Linked DNA regions of Arachis hypogaea: region 1 is linked to region 2. The links are chromatin contacts, called in public Hi-C maps. All regions are on one chromosome and are shown on one strand. The core of a region is the stretch at or near the end of the contact, and the rest is flanking DNA. Distances in the headings are between cores, read along the strand shown.

Region 1 (5,117 bases), core at 317-2,816, 310 kb after region 2:
CCTTCACGGTTGCAGGAAGACATGACGATGCTTCCACCACCGTGCCTCCATTCTTCTCAACTGGCGAGCTCTGTAGGGACCCCGGCCTTGGTCGTTTCCGGAGAGAGGACCCGCAAGGCACTGGGGTGTATCGGGTTGAGGAGATTGACGTCTCACCAACACGGGAAGCGCTGTGTCCGACCTTGACTCGTGACCCGACCCTAGCACGATAGGAGCTTGATCCATTCGTGTGAGAGAAGTGAATGGTGGGCCTGATTACTCTACCCGAATCGATTCTGGATTGAATGCCTCTTTGGACCTTGTTAGATTGCTTCTGACCCAGCTTGGTTTTACCTTTCCTCACAACTTGCTCCCAGCCTGGTTCATCATGCATGCAAGCCTCCTCAACATTATTTCCTTCCAAATTATTAGCCTCCAAATCTTCTTGCAAATTCGATGCAGGATTCTTGCCAGTAACGCCACCTACCACATTAGGTTCTACTTCATTTGAATTGTGAATTTTGGTCTCAGGATGTGGCACTGCCTTTGTACCATCCCGTGGCTTGGTGGCATCGGAATCAACACTCTTTCCTTCCCTAGAGTCTCTACCCAAGCACTGTGCCATATCGTGACCATAACGTGCACAAGAGTTATAAATTAAATTTAAACTTTCATACTCCACTACATGAGTTACGCCTTCCACAATGATATGTTTGATCACTGGCAGTCCTAAATTTATTTGAACACATACTCGGGCATATCGTCCTCTCTCAGCCAATTTAGTGGCTAAGTCCACTTTGATGGGAACTCCTATTGCAGAAGCAATACGCATCATGGCCTGTTCCTGATAGCACCAGATTAGGAGCCCCGAAATCCGAACCCATACAAGCGTAGACCCGAAGGATTGCTCACATGGCCGAAAATCTATATCCCACGGTTTTACAGCAACATAGTGCCCCTCAATCAACCACGGGCCACCAAGCATGACCTTCTCACGATCTTCACATGCATCGAATTTTACCATGAAGTACCCAAACCCCACATCAAGCAGATCAAAGTCACCTTTGATGCGCCAAACCATCCGAAGCTTGTGTGAAAGAGCTGTGTAACTATAATTTTTATCAAGAACCTTAATCACTAAAGCTTCTCGATAAGGCTCTGCCAAACAAAGCTTGGCTTCTTCAGTGAAATTTACACATGGAGGTTGGGAATCGCCCTGCTTGCCCACCACCGTGGCTATACTATCCCCAGATAAAGATCCTGCAAGTGCAAACGCCTTCGATTTCTCTGGACCAATGACTTTATCTCTAAAGGAGATCTTTGTAGGATTTGAAAAACCCCCTCGTGAAAAACCCTCCTTGACACCGGATGCACCCCCACCCACACTCTCCCCCTTATCTCTTTCGACGGCATGGCCGCCATCCTCACTGTGTTTCGCCCTCAAACACTCGTTCCCGCTCTCTCCTTCTCTCATTCTCTCTGAATACGGAGTACGTACTCTTTCTCTGCTAGGGTTTAGTAAATAATTATCGATTTAAAAAGGTTTTTTGGTGACTATTTATATGTATTTCCCAACACTCTCCCTTTCACTCTTTTTTTATTATTATTATTATATTCTTTCTTCCGAGTTTCAGAGCATGCTGTTAATTCGACCACTTTCTCCACCAAATAGAAATCAGTTACGTAAACCAAAATGAAGATCTCTTTCATCACTGCATTTTCTCAATTCCCGATTTTCTTTTTCCCCTTCCTCTAAATCTCGTTTTGGATCTTTCCTATTTTACAATCATAACTGCAAACCTTCTAGAACCTTTCGCAACCTCAATCAGTTGGAGATGAGCAACGGGGAGCTTTTTAGCATCGAACCTCTCGAGCTCAGGTTCCCCTGTGAGTTCCCATTTTTGTCATTCTCCCTCGATCTATTTTTCTCATCTTCTAGGATTTCAAATTTCCATGATTTTCTAATTCTTTCTTTTCTTCTCGTTAGTTGAGTTGAAGAAGCAGATCTCGTGCGCTCTCCAATTGTTCAATAAGACCGATAGCTATGTAGCTTTCAAGGTAAATGGTGACATTTTCTTTTCTAGCTTTAGCTTCCTTCTTTCTATTTTTCAAAATCCAAATTGTTTGTCTCGTCATGCTCTTCATTTTCCTATCGTCAATTTGGAGAATTTGTTTTGAATTGTTGTTTTGATTCTATTATAAGATCTATTGAATTCACAGTAACTTTAACTCTTCAGCAAGTGTTTGGTGCAATGCGGTATTAAAAAAAATTGGACGATAATTTGTTACTATTCTATTATTTTATTTATTTGTTGATGTGATAAAATGCTTAATTTCCATGTTTACGTGTTGCATATTTGGTTTTGTTCAGGTGAAAACAACTAATCCGAAGAAGTATTGTGTTCGTCCAAACACAGGAATTGTCTTGCCACGATCAACATGTGATATCATGGGTACTAATACTTCTATGCACTATCATTGAACAGACGAAAGGGAAAAATGGAATCAGTTATTGAACTTCTCAATTGAAGATTTATACATGCACTATAATAAAGTTGATGGAGCCTGTGACTAATTAAATCCTTATTCTAACTAACTGGTACAGCTAATTTAATTTCTAACTAACTAGTTAACTTATGCTTCTAATCAGAACATCTAATATCCCCCCTCAAGTTGGAGCATACATGTTGTATGTTCCTAACTTGGCCATGAGAAACTGAAACTGAGGTGCAGGGAGTGCTTTGGTGAGAATATCCGCAATTTGATGCTTGCTTGGAACGTGCACCAGCTTGATAATCCCAGATGCGACTTTCTCGAATAAAGTGTCAGTTGATTTCAATGTGTTTGGACCTTTCATGTAAGGTTGGATTGGTAGACATCTGAATAGCCGATATGTTGTTGCAAAAAACCATGGCTGAGTGGACCTCAACGTGCATGAATTTTAGCAAAACAACGAGTGAAAGGACCTTACAAGCAGCATTTGCCAACGCCCGATATTCAGCCTCAGTCGAGCTTTTCGAAACCACATCTTGTTTCTTGCTCTTCCACGATATCAAAGAATCACCCAAAAAGGTGCAATACCTAGTGGTGGATTGCCTCGTATCTAAACAATCACCCCAATCCGCATCAGTGTACATAGTGAGATTGAATTTGGACTTAGATGAGAAAAGGAGCCCTTGTCCCGGTGCAGCTTTCAAGTAACGAAGGACATGATGAGCGGCATTCAAATGGGGAAGGCGCGGATCGGACATAAACTGGGCCAATTTCACTACTACGAAGGTAATGTCTGGTCTGAAAATAGTCAAAGACATGAGGCGGCCAATGAGTCTTCTATAGTGGGATGGGTCAGGTACGGGATCGCCTTTACCACTCGAAGTTTCATATTTGCATCCATAGGTGTGGTGGCAGGCTTACATCCTAAGTAACCTGTCTCTGTCAAAAACAACATCACATACTTTCTCTGAGTAAGCGCCATGCCAGCTTTAGAGTGTGCAAGTTCTAAACCCAGAAAAAACTTGAGGTCACCCAAGATTTTGAGCTTGAAAATTGATTGGAGTTTCAGCTTAACATTGTCAACCATCTCTTGCTTGGGGGGCAGCAATGATGATATCATCCACATAAACAATGAGGAAAGTAGTCGCATCGCCTTCTCCCAAAGCAAATAGAGACTAATCCTGTTTGCATTGTGTGAACCCGTGGCTGAGGAGAGTGTTGCAGAACTTGGTAAACCATTGTCGTGAAGCTTGCCTTAGACCATACAAGGACCTTGTGAGCTTGCAAACTAATCCTCCTTTCCGTTGAGGATGGCCCAAGGGTAACTCCATGTAAACTTCTTCATCTAATTCGCTGTTGAGAAACGCATTGTTGATATCTAATTGGAGAAGACTCCAATTCTTGACCGCAGCAATGGTGAGGAGAGTCCTTACCCTGGTGATTTTTGCGACCGATCCCGGCTTGTTGAGTGTAGTCTTTGGCGACGAGGCGTGCCTTATAGCGCTCCAATGTACCATCAGCCTTTAATTTGGCTTTGTACACCCACCGGCACCCGATTGCACGTTTGGCTTTGGGTAATTCGACCAAGACCCAAGTATTATTGGCTTTGAGGGCATCTAGCTCTTCTTGCATGGCCTGCCGTCACTCTTTGAACTTGACAACTTGGTGATAGAACTGAGGTTCAGGAATGATGTTCAACTGAGCAATGGAATTGTGATATTTGAAGTTGAGCTTGTGAGTACTAAGGTGGTTAGTGAGAGGATATGGTGTTGAGGTATACACACATAGTCATTTAGATATAATGGTGGCTGAGTGTGTCAGGTAGATCGTCGTAATGGTGGTGGCTGAGGCTGAGGCTGAGTGCTGGGGACGATGAAAGAAAGGCTTGGAGAATGGGGTGCGGGTGTGGAATTGGTGTGAGGTGAAGGTGGTAAATGTGATGGAGTAGGATCTAGAATAGGTTTAGGTAGTGCAAAGTCATGAAGCAGATCTGTGTTAGATTGAAGATGAGGGGATTGACTAAAGGGCATGATGGTTTCATGAAACACAATGTCTCTGGATATTAAGAACTGTTGGTGTGAAGGTTGTAAAGTTTATATCCTTTGTAGCCAATAGGATAGCCAACAAAGACAGGGGGTCAGCTCTTGGGAAAAATTTAGTCCTAGAATTGGGAGTAGTTGCTGCATAGGTAAGGCATCCAAAACTTTTCAAGGAATCATAGTTGGGTGTCTTGCCAAAAAGGAGTTCAAATGGTGACTTGAAATGTAGAAGTTTGCTGGGAGTTTGGTTGATAAGGAAGGCAGCAGTGATGATGCATTCACCCAAAAAGGAAATGGGCACTAAGGATTGGAAAAGTAATGCTCTTGCAACATTCAAAACGTGTTGATGCTTGCGTTCCACGACGGCATCTGCTGCGGACGATAAGGACAGGAGAATTGATACAAGATTCCCCGTTGCTGCAGGAATGCATCGAGAGCAAGTTCTTTGGCATTATCCACCTGAAACACTTAATTCTTTGGCCAAATTGAGTTTCAATCAAGGCAAAAAAATTCTTTAAGCAGTCGGGGTGGCCTCAGACTTGTGAGTTAGCATATAAATCCAACAAAAACGAGTCGCATCATCAACAATTGTCAAGAAGAAACATT
Region 2 (5,441 bases), core at 2,923-5,422:
ATGATGATGTGGAGCCCACCACGATTGCCGATGATAGCAATGATGAGCTAGAGAGGAGTACTCCAGCTGGGAGTGATGGAGCGGCTAGTTCAGGAACTCCACAGTACCCCCCATACTTTTCAACTTTGGACTTGGATGCCATGAGACAATAGGGGGTACTTGGCATGCCTGTCGGATTTGGGACCAGAGACACACAGGATACATGAGGACTAGCTGAGTTTCAAGTTGTTCAGCAATTTCAGGATAAAAAAGAGGTCGTGCTGAGCGTGAAGACTTATAGCATCTGACGTGGGGTTGAATATAAAGTGTTGGAATCTGTTTATCACAAGTACCATGGAAAGTGTAAGGAATTCAGCAACGGGTGCACGTGGTTGATTCGTATTAGTCTCCGCCAACGCAGAGGTATTTAGGAGGTAAAACGATACAATGGACCACATACTTGTCTGGCTACTTCGATATCCAGTGATCACAAGAAGCTTGATTACCATGTGATCTCGGCCTTTATACTGTCTATGATTAGAGCTGATGTTGTCGTGTCGATCATGGTACTGTAGAATACGATAGGGATTCATTTTGGTTTTAGACCGACTTACAAGAGGGTTTGGATGGCTAAGTAGAAGGTCGTGGCTCAGATTTACGAAGACTGGAAAAAGTCATATAATGAGTTGGCACGATGGATGCTAGGTGTGCAGATGACAATGCCGGGTAGTGTTGCAGTGTTAAGGACAAGTCCTGTGCGACTGGGTGGCCAAGTCGATGAGTCACATGCTTATTTTCACCGTCTTTTTTGGACATTCCCACCGTGTATCGAGGCCTTCCAACATTGCAAGCCTCTAGTTAGTGTCAACGGGACCCACTTATACAACAAATATGGTGGTACACTACTGGTTGTGATTGCTCAGGACAGTAATTCCAATATCATCCATGTCGCATTCGCCATTTTGGAGGGTGAAAATACAGAGTTGTGGTCATTGATGCATGAAAATTTTATGTATTTTTCTTGGGTGTTTCTTAGGTGAAATTGATAGTTTTTGCTTGATAATTATGTGCTTTATTATGATATTCTATTAATACTTTGAATGCTTTGATCTTTTGATAATTGTAGAAAAATAATAGAAAAAGAAGCAAAAAGTACAAACAAACTCAAAAAACTCAAGGAGGAGTTTTTGACACACTTTGAAACTTCGGACATGCTTTAAACCTTAGGCCACGCTTTTGGAAGCACGACCCCTAAAGCAAGCGTGGCCCATGAAGCATACACACAAAAGGAAGGCATGCGTTAAGTAATGAAGCATGCACACTAATTAATGAAGCCATTTAATGATGCATGAATCAAAGAAATGCATAATGCATTAGCGTGAATCAAAGGAAGATATGGCATAAGCCAATGAAGAATGAAGCATGCATGTAGCGTTATGCATGTGGCGTTATTATTTGATTTATGAAGCAAAGCAAGGCGTTTAACACCAAGCAAGCATGAATGAACGCCAATGAATAAAGGGTGGCATTTAACGCCACAAGGAATATGGGTGTGTGGAAACTACACGCCTTCGAGGCTTTCATTTGAACAATTTGTATGGGCATGTAACGCTTCTTATTGGCTTGTCACACGCCAAGACCTCACTCCCAGGACCTTGTATGATTCAGTGGCGTTCCACACGCCGCAGCCCGGTATTACACGTTGGGCCAAATTTTCAGAAGTCTACTTCAAAGACCCATTTGGACGTGTCACACGCCGCAACAAGGCTGTCACACGCCAAGCAGAGAGAGCTCTAGAGACCACAAAGGAGTGGCATTCCATATGCCACACATTGGCGTTTCACACACCAAAGGAAGGCTGCTCCCAGGGGAAGAAAAGCATGGCGTTTTGTATGCCAAAGCTTGGTGTTTCACTTGCTTTTTGGCCTAACTTTTATAAGCCACTTTGGCCACTCTCCATGCCCATTCAGAATGCCAAATTTGAGACCACCAAAGCCTTGAAGAAAAGATACAAAGCGAAAGATTTAATGTGAAAGATTAGATTTAATTTTATTTTATTTTGAATTAGTTTGAATTTAATGATTAGGTTTTGTTTTAAAGTTTAGTATATAAGGTTCATAAAGGACCCTGGGGAAACCACCCTTCAACAATCCAAGGATCCACCTTCAGACCGTTGGCCGTTTTTGATACCTTATTTTTTATTTTGAAGCGTGAGCCACTAATCTCCTTGATTAAGGTTAGAAGCTCTGTTCATCTTTTTATAGATTATTAATCTAAGTGTTCTATTTTATATGAGGTTTATCCTTTGATTTATTTCATGATTGAATTTTGGTTTTTCATCTCTAAAGATTTAGAATTGTTGAAAAACATTTTAATTCTGTCTTGGATTCTAAATATTGTTTTGGAAAAAATTAATATTTGAATTAGATTAAAAACTCTTTCACACTACTTTTTTATTACACTAGGAATAGGTTTAAAGAGTGTGCGACACTTTGTGAGTTTCAATTGTTAGGACTAGTTTGAATACGTGACATATAAATCAAACTTAGGAATATTTTTGAATCTTACTTATTGAATCAAAATTGGGCTTCACCTCTTTTTCTTAAGTAATTGACTAAGGAATTAGCTATTAATTAAGTTAAAGAGAAATTAAATTACCAAGAAATTGGAATTTGATTATTTATTATTCGCCGTGATTAATCTTTGCATACCTCATCTAAATAAACACAAGGATTGTTTTCCTAAGAAGTGAACATATTTGACACCTTAACTATCTTTATTATCTTATCTGCTTAACTAATTTTAGTTTGCTCTTGTTTAATTTTCTATTTTCATGCTATTTACTAGTGAAACACTTATTTTTAATTGTTTGACTAGAATGATCAATTGACCATTGTTTGCTTAATCCGTTAATTCTAGTGGAATCGACACTCATTCACCGGAGTTATTACTTGGTACGACCCGGTGCATTTGCCAGTAGTTCTACAAATATTGGAGGGGTGAACCCCAACCAATAAGTATCGAATACCAAGCTGAGGCGATACATCTCATGGACATAAACTGACCAATCCAAATGTGAGTATGCACAGCACACTAAGGCATAGCGACATGGATAATGAAGAGCCTGGAAATATCCGCAATCACAGGTGTGGTCCTTGAGGGACACTTTGTAAGATCCAAGTGAAAAGCTGTCAGTCGGTGTTGTCTCAACCATGGTGAACTCAGAATTATCCCTGTGACCCTGTCGTACAAAGTCATCGTGAAACACCTTGAGGCCTTCAGATTAGCCTTAATTGCCTTCATCAAATGCTGACTAAACCGCTTCTCGATTCCTAATTGTGCCTCTACTTCTCTTCCTTTATGAACAAAAAGCTCTGCTAATCTCCCAAAGGTGGACTTCACCAATGAACAAACCGGAAGGTTCCTTACACCCTTCAAAATCGAGTTTACACACTCGGATATGTTCGTAGTCATATACCCGAACCTCCTACCTTCATCGCGATGCTGAGTCCACCGTGCATAGTCAATCCAATTAGGCCAGTCACACATGGCCAAGTCTTCAGAGCGGAAGATGTCAAACCAATAGTCAAACTCGACCTCGGTCTTTGCATAAGCAACATTGACTAGAAATCTCCTAGCATCCTTGCCCTTAAAACTAAGGGCAAAGTTTGCCACCACGTATCGGATAAAAAATGCCATGTATGCATTAGGTGGAAGCCAACCCCCATAAGGAGCCTCCAGTGCAGTCTTGATCCCGTTATGCCTATCCGATATGACCAAGATACCTGGTTGAGGCATTACATGTTGTCGAAGGTGGGATAAGAAAAATAATTGCGACTCTGCATTTTCACCCACCACAAGGGCGAATGTGACAGGGATGATATTGGAATTGCTGTCCTGAGCAATCGCAACCAGCAGTGTACCACCATATTTGCTGTACAAGTGGGTCCCGTCAACACTAACCAGAGGCTTACAATGTTGGAAGGCCTCGATACATGGTGGGAATGTCCAAAAAAGACGGTGGAAATAAGCATGCGACTCATCGACTTGGCCACCCAGTCGCACAGGACTCGTCCTCAACACTGCAACACTACCTGGCATCGTCATCTGCACACCTAGCAGCCATTGCAGTAACTCATTATATGGCTCTTCCCAGTCTCCGTCAATCTGAGCCACGGCCTTCTGCTTAGCCATCCAAACACTCTAGTAAGTCGGTCTAAAACCAAAATGGGTCTCTATCGCATTTTTCAGTACCTTGATCGACACGGCAACATCGACTCTAATCATAGGCAATATGAAGGCCGAGATCACATGGTAATCAAGCCTCTTATGATCACTGGATATCGAAGTAGCCAGACAAGTATGTGGTCCATTGTATCGTTTTACCTCCCAAATACCTCTACGCTGGCAGAGACTAATACGAATCAACCACGTCCCCCCGTTGCTGAATTCCTTACACTTTCCATGGTACTTGTGATAAACAGATTCCAACACTTTAATTCAACCCCACGTCGGATGCTATAAGTCTTCACGCTCAGCATGGCCTCCTCTTTATCCTGAAACTACTGAACAACTTGGAACTCAGCCAGTCCTCCTGTATCCTGTGTGTCTCTGGTCCCAAATCCGACAGGCATGCCAAGTACCCCCTGCTGTCTCATGGCATCCAAGTCCAAAGTTGAAAAGTACAGGGGGTACTGCGGAGTTCCTGAACTAGCCGCTCCATCACTCCGAGCTGGAGTACTCCTCACTAGCTCATCATTTCTATCATCGGCAATCGTAGTGGGCTCCACATCATCATCATCCTCATCCTGAAATGCATCTTCCACACCATCCGGTGCTCCACCCTGTCAGGATTTCGTTACCACGTCAGGAATGTCGTCCATCGCAATCGCAACATCACCAAAGGGACTAGTGTCACCCACTTCTCCGTCATGAGTGCGATTTAGGTCACCCGTGCCAACCAAAGCTGCCTCAGGCTGAATCACGGGCAGAGATGAAGAGGTACTAATAGGCCTCGAACTAGAGTAGGCTACCATGGCTGAAGGCTGAGGATTCCGGTTAGAACCTCTTGAATTGGAGACTACATCCACAAACTTGGCCAACAGCTTAGGGTCCTAACCTATGAGAATTGCCGACGACAATGGAACAGAACTTGCAAATCTTTGTCGCTGCCTTTGACGAACGAATCGTACTTCACGTTATCCCACAAAACAGAAATCAAAATTCTGTAGACTAACTTCTCCACCCGTTTCATGCCTTACAGCCCCAGTTTTCGGATTATAGTATTTTGAAACTTGGTGAAACTTGTTGAAAGTTTGAGAAAAACACAAATCAGATCATTATTAGTAAACTTAATTCCGGAACGCATTTTTTCTTAATCGATCCTCTATAGTGCACCAAAACTAACTCTCATCACTAGCCATTGCAAAGCACTATGATGAGAAATTCACATTCAACAGTTA

The links. Hi-C and Micro-C count contacts between places; a contact is called where the count stands out from the background.
Region 1: a contact with region 2 is called in a Hi-C map of leaf, with 2.2 times the contacts expected there. The contact joins the promoter of LOC112720815 here to the promoter of LOC112721331 in region 2. A contact is called at or near these places in 2 of 8 Hi-C or Micro-C datasets (both in leaf).

Annotation. Positions count from the first base shown.
Region 1 is chr11:48,066,692-48,071,808 of arahy.Tifrunner.gnm2.J5K5, forward strand. It overlaps LOC112720815 (vesicle-associated protein 1-2), which reads left to right and starts at 1,567. Exons shown (of 8, transcript XM_025771908.3): 1 at 1,567-1,866; 2 at 1,967-2,037; 3 at 2,351-2,432. The coding sequence starts at 1,815.
Region 2 is chr11:47,751,423-47,756,863 of arahy.Tifrunner.gnm2.J5K5, forward strand. It overlaps LOC112721331, which reads right to left and starts at 4,173. Exons shown (of 1, transcript XM_025772401.1): 1 at 3,073-4,173. The coding sequence starts at 4,173. The coding sequence ends at 3,073.